Regions from separate parts of the Mus musculus genome. Here all the other regions are linked to region 2. Evidence: chromatin contacts called from public promoter capture Hi-C data. All regions are on one chromosome and are shown on one strand. The core of a region is the stretch at or near the end of the contact, and the rest is flanking DNA. Distances in the headings are between cores, read along the strand shown.

Region 1 (2,887 bases), core at 263-2,762, 7.8 Mb after region 2:
GGTTTGGGTTTTTTGTTTTGTTTTGTTTTTCGAGACAGGGTTTCTCTGTATAGCCCTGGCTGTCCTGGAACTCACTTTGTAGACCAGGCTGGCCTCGAACTCAGAAATCTGCCTGCCTCTGCCTCCCGAGTGCTGGGATTAAAGGCATGTGCCACCAAGCCTGGCACTATTCTTGTTTTTAATGTAACTACATTTAACTTGTTTATTTAGTATGTGTGTGTGTGTATGTGGTGCATGCCATGGCACATTTGTGGAGGCTTTGGGGAGTTCATTCTCCTACCATGTAGGTCCAGAAGATCAAACTCAGGTCTTCAGGCTTGTCAAGGTTGGATAGACCAAGGGCTAGACACCATTTACACTATACATATCCTCCGCGGGGCGGTGGGGGTTCTTGGTCTGCATAGGTCTGCATACTGGGGCAGTAATGATGTGGTTCAGTGTAAGAACGTTCCCCTAGAAGCCGGACAGTAGTGGCACATGCACAAAGTCCTGGAGTTAATACCTAGTACTACGAAACAAAAAGACATTATAAATAATGACAAAAATCAGGTATGGTGATTCATGCTAATTCCAGCATTTAGGCATTGTAGGCTGCTTTTCATTGCCAGCATCTTTTTTTGTTTGTTTGTTTGTTTGTTTGAGACAGTTTCACACAGCCCACTCTGGCCTCAAACATGCTGCTTAGCTAAGGTTGGCTTTGAAATTATTCTCTTTTCTTCATCTACAGGGAGCTAGGATTATAGGCATGATCTACCATACCCCGCTTCTCTTGTGTTCTGTTTTGTTTTGTTTTTCTAGAAAGGGTTTCCCTGTGTAATCTTGGCTATTCTGGAACTCAGGCTGTAGACCAGACTGACTTCGAAGTCAAATTTGCCTCTCTCTAGTGGTAGGATTAAAGGCTCGAGTCACCACCGTATGACTTCCCCCGTGTTCCTAATAGGAAAAAAAAAAAAAAAAAAGTTTCACGGACAGGAACCATTCGTCTTGTTTATTCCACTATCCCAATCTAGCACTATGTCTAGCACTAGCATGTGACTATTTTTAATTGGTGTCTTCGAAATATTGTATACATTTCAAAGAGAAAGCAATCATCAAGAAACCAGGATTTGAACCCCTGTCTGTAGAATCACAAGGCCCTCACTGAAACATTATACATAAGTTTCCTAGTCTTACATAAAGGCAGAAGTTCGACCTGGTAGCGGGAGGGTAAGGCCAGAAGCCATAAAACCTTCCCATCAGCTGGGCGTGGTGGCGCACGCCTTTAATCCCAGCACTCGGGAGGCAGAGGCAAGCGGATTTCTGAGTTCGAGGCCAGCCTGGTTTACAGAGTGAGTTCCAGGACAGCAAGAGCTAGAAAAACAAAACAAAACAAACAAACGAAAAAACCAAACAACCAACCAACCAACCAAAAACCCTTCCCATCAGTCTCAGAGCTCGGGAGCCCGGCCACGCGCCGGAAGTCGGAGACCAAGACTACATATCCCACATTGCTCTGCGGTGCGTCGCACTGGTGACGTTGTAGGGAGGCTGGCGCGCGGGATTTAAACTGCAGCGGTTTAGGCGTTGTTAACACAGCGCAGTATTAGCAGAGTCGTGGTTTCCAAGCTTCTTTCATTTGTGTTGCCTGTTGTTGTTCCTGAGTCCATGGAGTCGCTTCACGCACGCCTGTTTCCTGGTCTCTCCATCAACATTCAACGCAGCAATGGTGAGGGCAGGGTCTTGAGGCCAAGGGGACGACCCAAGAGCGGTGAGACTGCCAAGATGGTTATCTGAATCTCCGTGTGGCAAAGCTTTGGGATACTTTCCCTTATTCCACACTGAGGGGGTCCATGTCACTACACTGGCAGTCGGTGTCCCCTACACAGGAGGAAAACGCTACTTTGGTTGTGGGTCCCTTGCCTGCTTTCTGAGTGTGGGCGGAGCACGTCTGCGGTTATTGGTGCGCCTAGCTAGGTTATAGCGATTGGATGCATTTCCTCTGAACCTGTTTTGCTTTGTTGGACCCGCGGCTTCCTCGGCCTCCTGAGTGCTGGGATTAAAGGTCATGCACTACCACGCCCGGCTTTTTTTTTTTTTTTTTTTTTTTTTTGGCGTTTGTTTTGGTTTTTCAAGGAAGGGTTTCTCTGTGTAGTCCTGGAACTCCTGTAGACCAGGCCTCGAACTCACAAATCCCCTGCCTCTGCCTCCCAAGGGCTGGGATTAAAGGCGTTGCACCACCACTGCCCGGCTCAACCATCTGTCTTTATTAAGCAATTTCTACAGGTCTAATAACGGGTCATTCATGGACTAGCCAACCACTGCCAAAAATGGACCAGGGAACTCCAGCGGTCCAGCTCTTTACTGATGTGTTCAGGAATAGCTCCTCCAAGGAATGTAGTAACTTACTTGCTCAAATGAATCTTCATTCTGTTGGAGCGGTGATGCAATTTTATCCTATGGAGCTGGGGTTTAAGGCCCATTCCCTGTTCACTTCCACTGTGGAATGGTCTAAGGGTGAACCCCACTAGAATTACTAACTAGCATTTGTGTTTTGTTTTATTTTTTGAGACAGTTTCTCTGTAACAGGGCCTTGGACCTGGACTTGCTTTGTAGATCAGGCTGACCTCGAACTCACAGAGATCCACCTACTGTACTTTGCAAGTGCTAGGATTAAAGGCATGCACCATCACAGGCCTAGTTCTTTGGTGTTTTGTTTGTTTGTTGCTTTTTAAATTTATTATTTTATTTTATGTTCATTGGTGTTTTGTGAAATCCTCTGGAAGTGGAATTACACTTTGACAACAGGGTTTCTCTGTGTAGCCCTGTCTGTCCTGGAACTCACGTTGTAGACCAGGCTGTCCTCACTCACAGAACTCCTCAGGCCTCTATCCCTGATGTATTGGGATTA
Region 2 (3,102 bases), core at 79-2,578:
TGCGTCATTTCCGACCTCAGGAGAAGACCAGCTGTTGGTCTTCAAATAGTCCCAAGGCAATAATGAAAGGTAGGGAGACTTTGGGGGACACAAACAAGAACTCCTAGTCCTGGAAGTGGGCTGACACCTTCAGCCAACAATGAAGGAAGAATTCCTGCAAGTACACTTACCAACTGTGAACAGCCTTTCTTCCTTCCTGCTGTAAATCTTCCATGTTCTAGAAATCTCACCAGGAATCCCATTTACAGAGAAAGGACACACACTACCCCATTTACATCTGTAGGATTTAATACCATCAAAGAATCTTGAAAGCCACCTCACTTACTTCTCTTATCAAACAACTTCTTGTTTGAAGGGAGTCACAAGGGTTTTTAGAAACCCTTTTGAGATGTAAACTGAAAGCCACCAAAATAAGTAATTGTGGCTAATGTAACATGACTTTAATTCCAGCCCTCTGGAAGCAGAGCCGGGTTTTGGGTTTGAGGCCAGCCTGGTCTCAAGAAACTGGGGGAAAAGAAAGAAAATCAACTGCTGATCTCCCTAGAGAATCTCATACCCACGTGGCTATGTCTAACTTTCTGAGATTCTCTGAGGAGCATGCAAGTGTCTTTTATGCCTAGGTGCCTGCCTCTCTCTCTTAATTCTTGTGCTTATGCCTGTATTTAAAACAGCCATAGGCTGGGAGTTGTCGAATGCATCTTTAATCCTAGCACTGGAAAGACAGAAACAAGCAGATCTCTGTGAGTTCGAGGCCAAACTAGTATACACAGAGACTTCCAAGATAGCCAGCGTTATATGGTGAGGCCCCGTAGCAAATATGTTCATGTAACTCTGCTTCATAAATCAGCTAGTGCTGAGTTCTTTTCAGCGTCAGGGCCATCAACTGAGCTCAGCTAGTGCTGAGTTCTTTTCAGCGTCAGGGCCATCAACTGAGCTCAAGTCCTTAAAAGGCTAGGGCAACTCCCCACGCTGCAGAGTGGAGCTGTGTCTCTGTCTTGTAACCGCGGACACTCAAGAATATTGATTCTGGCGGTCCTCTTACCTTCTCTCTGCAGGAAGACCGTTGCTTCGGGTCTTCCGAAGGGGTTTCTTCACGACAGGGCAATCTGCTTTAGACTGCGAGTCTCTGGGGTCTGTCTGTTCCGGGACCTGTGCTTCTGGAGTCAGTCTTGTCGCCTCTCTTTAAGATTTCCAGCCCTAAATCAACAGGAAAACGTAAATCCTGCGATGTCAACGCTGAGTACATCAAAAACTACACCGCGCTTATTCACAAGAACGAACTCACCACTCTACTTCCAGTTAGCACGACTCTGGAGTCGCGAAAAGATGGCGTGTGCCGCAATGACATCTGGGCATTGAAGTCCTCCATGAGGATTGGCTGGCGGAAGGAGAAGAAGCTTTATTGTGATTGGGCGTGGTGAGAACCGTCCTAAGACGGCGATTTGCTATTGGCTAGGCTGTGCCCGTTGAGTTTGAATTGGGTGGCGGTTAACCGAGGAGCCGCCCGTCCCTTAGTTGGAGCTGTGAGGGTTCCTCAGACTGTGTTTTGGGACCTGCAGGTAGGTTTCGGCAGAGTTCTGGAAACCTAGACTCCAACGACTGAACTTTCTCAGCTCTCCGACCGCTCACACCCTCTCCCCGTCTCAGTCGCGGAGCCGGCTGCTTGGCCCCTCGCTCGACGCAGCCAGGCGCCATGGCTCCCAAGAAACGCAGCAGCCGCGGAACCAGGACCAACACGCTGCGGAGCCGGAAGCTCGCCTCCTTCCTGAAGGACTTCGACCGCGAGGGTAAGGGGTGGATTCGCGTGATCGTGGGTTTTGGGTGGGTTGGGACGCGGATGCGACGGCTTCGCACACCTGACGCGGGATCCGTCCGCTTTCACCTCTTTGCAGTGCAAGTTCGAACCAAGCAAATTGAGTCCGACAGACAGACCCTCCTCAAGGAGGTGGAAAATCTGTACAACATCGAGATCCTTCGGCTCCCCAAGGCGCTGCAAGGGATGAAGTGGCTTGACTACTTCGGTAAGAGCTGCTAGCGTTTTCCCCGTGACCAACGAGTGCTTATCTTGAAAGCTTATTGTAGGGACTCATTCAGATGTCCCCTTCTTAATAAGGTCTAAAATAACCACCGGTAGGAAATTGCCATCTGTCATAACTTATAAAAGAATGGTGGGCCCATAGGAAAGAAGTAGGCATGAATTACCCTTCAGATGAGCGCTATTAGGACAGTGCATCTCACCTTCACGTTTGAATGGGAGAGCTTTAGAAGAGATATACCAGAAATAGAATGATGGAGGCCTGAAGGAAGAGGGGCGAGGCCGAGATCTCAAATCTATAGTACAAAGTGAGCTGATAATTGAAGGTTTTTCAGGGGTTGGGGGAGGCTGTTCCGCACTGACATGACCTAACCTATGCTAGCCTACCTGCCAATAGGCAGGGATGCAGTCGCTCAGTAGGACAGTAAGAGTTGTCCTGCAGCTTAACAGCGGAGGGAGAGGACTGTAAGAGCAGGACGCATCATGTCTTCTCAGCATCTCTGTATCCAGGGGGAGTGTTTTGGGAGAACACATCCATCTTTTGGGGAGACCCTACTGCTCAGCCCCACTGGAAACTGCCTGCCATCCAGCCAGGCCAGTGGTAGGCAAACCACTGTCCTTAGCAGGCCAGGTAACAAACAGTCTTGAGTTCTGGAACTGCATTTCTGTTACAGTTCCAAAAGAGCCGTGATGAGTTTGATTTCTGGGCAAACTGAAATGTCAATTTCACATAATTTTCACACATCCGGGAAATACTTGTACAAACTCAGCCTTCTAAAATGAATGAATAAATTAAGAGAAAAATTATTTGTTTTTTGTCAGAGCTCATTTCGGACAGTATCCTCAAACAGCTCTGTCTTGTGAACTACAAAGATAGGAGTAGGCCGGGCAGTGGTGGCGCACGCCTTTAGTCCCAGCACTTGGGAGGCAGGGCAGGTGGATTTCTAAGTTCGAGGCCAGCCTGGTGTACAGAGTGAGTTCAGGGACAGCCAGGGCTATACAGAGAAACCCTGTCTCGAAGAACCAAAATAAAAAACAAAAACAAAAGACAAATCACAAATCATCAC
Region 3 (2,926 bases), core at 96-2,595, 6.3 Mb after region 2:
GCCTCTTCGTAGGGACTTGGAGCTGATGGAGTCGGGGTAATACCGCAAGCACTGCTGCCTGGGCCTGCCGGTAGCTGACATTACAGGACAGGGTGTAATGAGGGGAGGGGAAGGGCGCTCATGTCTTCTTACTGCCTCTCAGAAGTTACCTAACCTCAGAGCTATCACATCCCACCAGCACTGGCAAGATAAGACAGACACACCAACTAAAACTCCACTGATTGCACATATAACTGAAATCTCACTTTATGTTTATTTACGAGGGGAAAATACTTCCAAGAGCAAGTCAGTTTAAAACAACGAGCTTATTAAATACTGCGCAGACTATGAACTGTTTCCCAATCATTACAGAAAGAGCACTCATAACATTCCCTAGGCAAAGTGTGTTCTAATGATTGGAGGCACCCACACAAGCTTCAAATGAATTATTCTGAAACATCCCTCGAGCAGGGTTCTGGTTAAACGGCGACCAAGAACCTATTCTTTCCACCAGAGGAACCCGCTAGATCCACTCGCACGCTCGTGCTAACCCCGCCCAGTGCCTCTGAGGTTGCAGACACACTAAGACCCCCTTCCTGTAACTCCATCGCAGGACCCATAACAAACATACAAACTCATTTCCCTCTGGAAGTCGTCTTCTGGATTAACGCCTTTCTTCTGGTCCTGGTTCTGAGGTGTTGGCTGAGTCTCACTGACTTCTGGCACTGGACCCAGGGTCACATCGAGCCTTTCAACCCACTCCAGATCCCGTCTGAATTCAGCCAAGCACTGTTTCAGGCCACTCTAGGTTAAGTCAGACAAGGCGCTCATGAGAACCGCGAGTTTGACTCTCAGAAACCCAAAGTCCTATGCTCAAATATCCGCACAGGATGACGACCGCAGCGCAGGGTGCATCTTTCCCACCAGAATCGGTCTCCCAAGAGGCACAGCGCTTGTGCGCATCCTGTTCCAAGGACCCCGACCCTCGCACGAGCTCACCACGTCATTCACTGCCTTCTTCGGCTTCTCTAGCACGACATTGAGACCTGGCTTCAGGAGTCCGCGGGAAAACGCATCCTGCAACTACAGACCGGGGAGCCTCAGTACCAAAGAGCTAAATAAAGTCCCCGTCCCAGCCCCTGCCCCGCTAGCTCCGCTGCGGCCTACCTCTTGATCTGAGGCCAGGCACGCATCCGACTCCGAGTCCGACTCTGAAAGCGGAGGGGTGTCCATCTCGCGGCCTTCCGCCCCGCGAGGTTCGGCTGCCACTCCACGTGCCCACAAGCAGCACCACCGCCAACAAATTCTCCACAAGCCTCTGCCTTTTCAACAGGGACTTCCGCTTCCGGGTTCATAGCCGCACTTCCGGTTTTCTCGTTGCTATAGGAACTGCTCTAGCGTTTGGGCGTGCCCGGATTGCTTCGGATCTTTAGGAAGAGCACCTACTGATCCCTACGTAGTCTAGTAACCCAGAGCCGTGAAGCAAGAGGTAAATAGTTTCTTTGGGGTCCTCCTAAGGATCTGAGGGCGGTGGGAGTGCAGGAGAGGAAGGAAAGGCTCGGAAAGAGCCCCGGGGGTGGGGTGGAAAGGAAGAGGAGCCTAGGGGCGGGGCGATGGAGGGGCGAGGCGGGGTCAGGGAGGGGCGGGCCGGGGCCATGGGCGGGGCGGGGCGGGGCAGGAAAGGGAGATGCGCTGCTCGGCTTCACTCCCACCTACTTGCCTCTTTCTTCATCTTTTGCAATACTTTTTGACAGGTACCATGTCCACCGTGGTAGCTCAGGCGCTTCATGTTTTTGGTCTTCGGCCTCACGTGACCAACAATGTCTTCTTCTTCGATGAACAGATCATTATATTTCCTTCAGGAAATCACTGTGTGAAGTACAATATAGATCAGAAATGGCAAAAATTCATTGCAGGTAAAAAAGAAAAAAAGAAACCACCTTTTCCATTCTGACACATACATTAAAGGCATGTGCTACACAAAACCGCACAATCTCAACGATTGGGAAGATTTTTTTTTGATAACTGGGTTATCCACATATTTTTATAAATGTAAACAAAATAAATGGCCATTTACACTACTTAATCATAGATTAACGTGACACAAGTAGCCAAAATGACAGGTAAAATAACACACGTTTTAAAAGTACTTTTCCACAATGACTCCAGAGAAGAGTTACTTTAAACAGTGTTTTTCTTGTATTCTCCTGCAGTTGTGTTTGTCCTCACCAGAACCTTCTTTTGAGTCTAACGGTTTTGAGAGTACATGACCTTCATTGAACCCATGTCTGATGGAGACGCTGAAATTTTTATCTTAAGTGACAAATAACCTTTTAACATTTTTTTTTTTTTTGGTTTTTCGAGACAGAGTTTCTCTGTGTAGCCCTGACTGTCCTGGAACTCACTCTGTAGACCAGGCTGGCCTCGAACTCAGAAATCTGCCTGCCTCTGCCTCCCAAGTGCTGGGATTAAAGGTGTATGCCACCACTGCCCGGATTATTTACTTATTTTAAAGAGTTATGTATACAGTTTTCTGCCTGAATGTATACCTGCAGGCCAGAAGAGGGTACCAGATCTCATTACAGATGGTTGTGAGCCACCATGTGGTTGCTGGGAATTGAACTCAGGACCTCTGGAAGAACAGCCAGTGCTCTTAACCTCTGAGCCATCTCTCCAGCCCCTGGAATATCCCTAGTTTTATGTTAATAGTTTTACCAATTTTTCAGTTACTTTTGTAAGATTTTGTTCTAAGGGGTATCTCTCTTATTTAGTTATAGACATATTTTACATATCCTGTATTCTAATAATTTGTCAGGTATATATGTTAGAAATAATTAGCTAAGCAGTGATGCCTTTAATCCCAGCACTGGAGAGACAGGGACAGATAGATCTCTTAGTTCAAGGCCAACCTGTTCTGCAGAGTTCCAGGACAGCTAGGGCTACACAG

The links. Promoter capture Hi-C pulls out the DNA fragments that hold promoters and counts their contacts.
Region 1: a contact with region 2 is called in a promoter capture Hi-C map of pre-B cells, with 8 times the contacts expected there. The contact joins the promoter of Kif2c here to the promoter of 9930104L06Rik in region 2. A contact is called at or near these places in 2 of 39 promoter capture datasets (liver and pre-B cells) and 1 of 9 other capture datasets (liver).
Region 3: a contact with region 2 is called in a promoter capture Hi-C map of pre-B cells, with 2.9 times the contacts expected there. The contact joins the promoter of Ebna1bp2 here to the promoter of 9930104L06Rik in region 2. A contact is called at or near these places in 1 of 39 promoter capture datasets (pre-B cells) and 1 of 484 Hi-C or Micro-C datasets (CD4 T cells).

What each region holds. Positions count from the first base shown.
Region 1 is chr4:117,181,249-117,184,135 of GRCm38.p6, reverse strand. Kif2c (kinesin family member 2C) reads left to right here and starts at 1,512. Exons shown (of 20, transcript NM_134471.4): 1 at 1,512-1,705. The coding sequence starts at 1,645.
Region 2 is chr4:124,935,274-124,938,375 of GRCm38.p6, reverse strand. It overlaps 9930104L06Rik (RIKEN cDNA 9930104L06 gene), which reads right to left and starts at 1,328. Exons shown (of 5, transcript NM_177573.3): 1 at 1,043-1,328. It overlaps Cdca8 (cell division cycle associated 8), which reads left to right and starts at 1,459. Exons shown (of 10, transcript NM_026560.4): 1 at 1,459-1,787; 2 at 1,893-2,021. The coding sequence starts at 1,694.
Region 3 is chr4:118,619,218-118,622,143 of GRCm38.p6, reverse strand. It overlaps Ebna1bp2 (EBNA1 binding protein 2), which reads right to left and starts at 1,345. Exons shown (of 9, transcript NM_026932.4): 1 at 1,147-1,345; 2 at 979-1,062; 3 at 611-783; 4 at 1-74. The coding sequence starts at 1,212. It overlaps Cfap57 (cilia and flagella associated protein 57), which reads left to right and starts at 1,359. Exons shown (of 23, transcript NM_026789.5): 1 at 1,359-1,468; 2 at 1,734-1,895. The coding sequence starts at 1,739.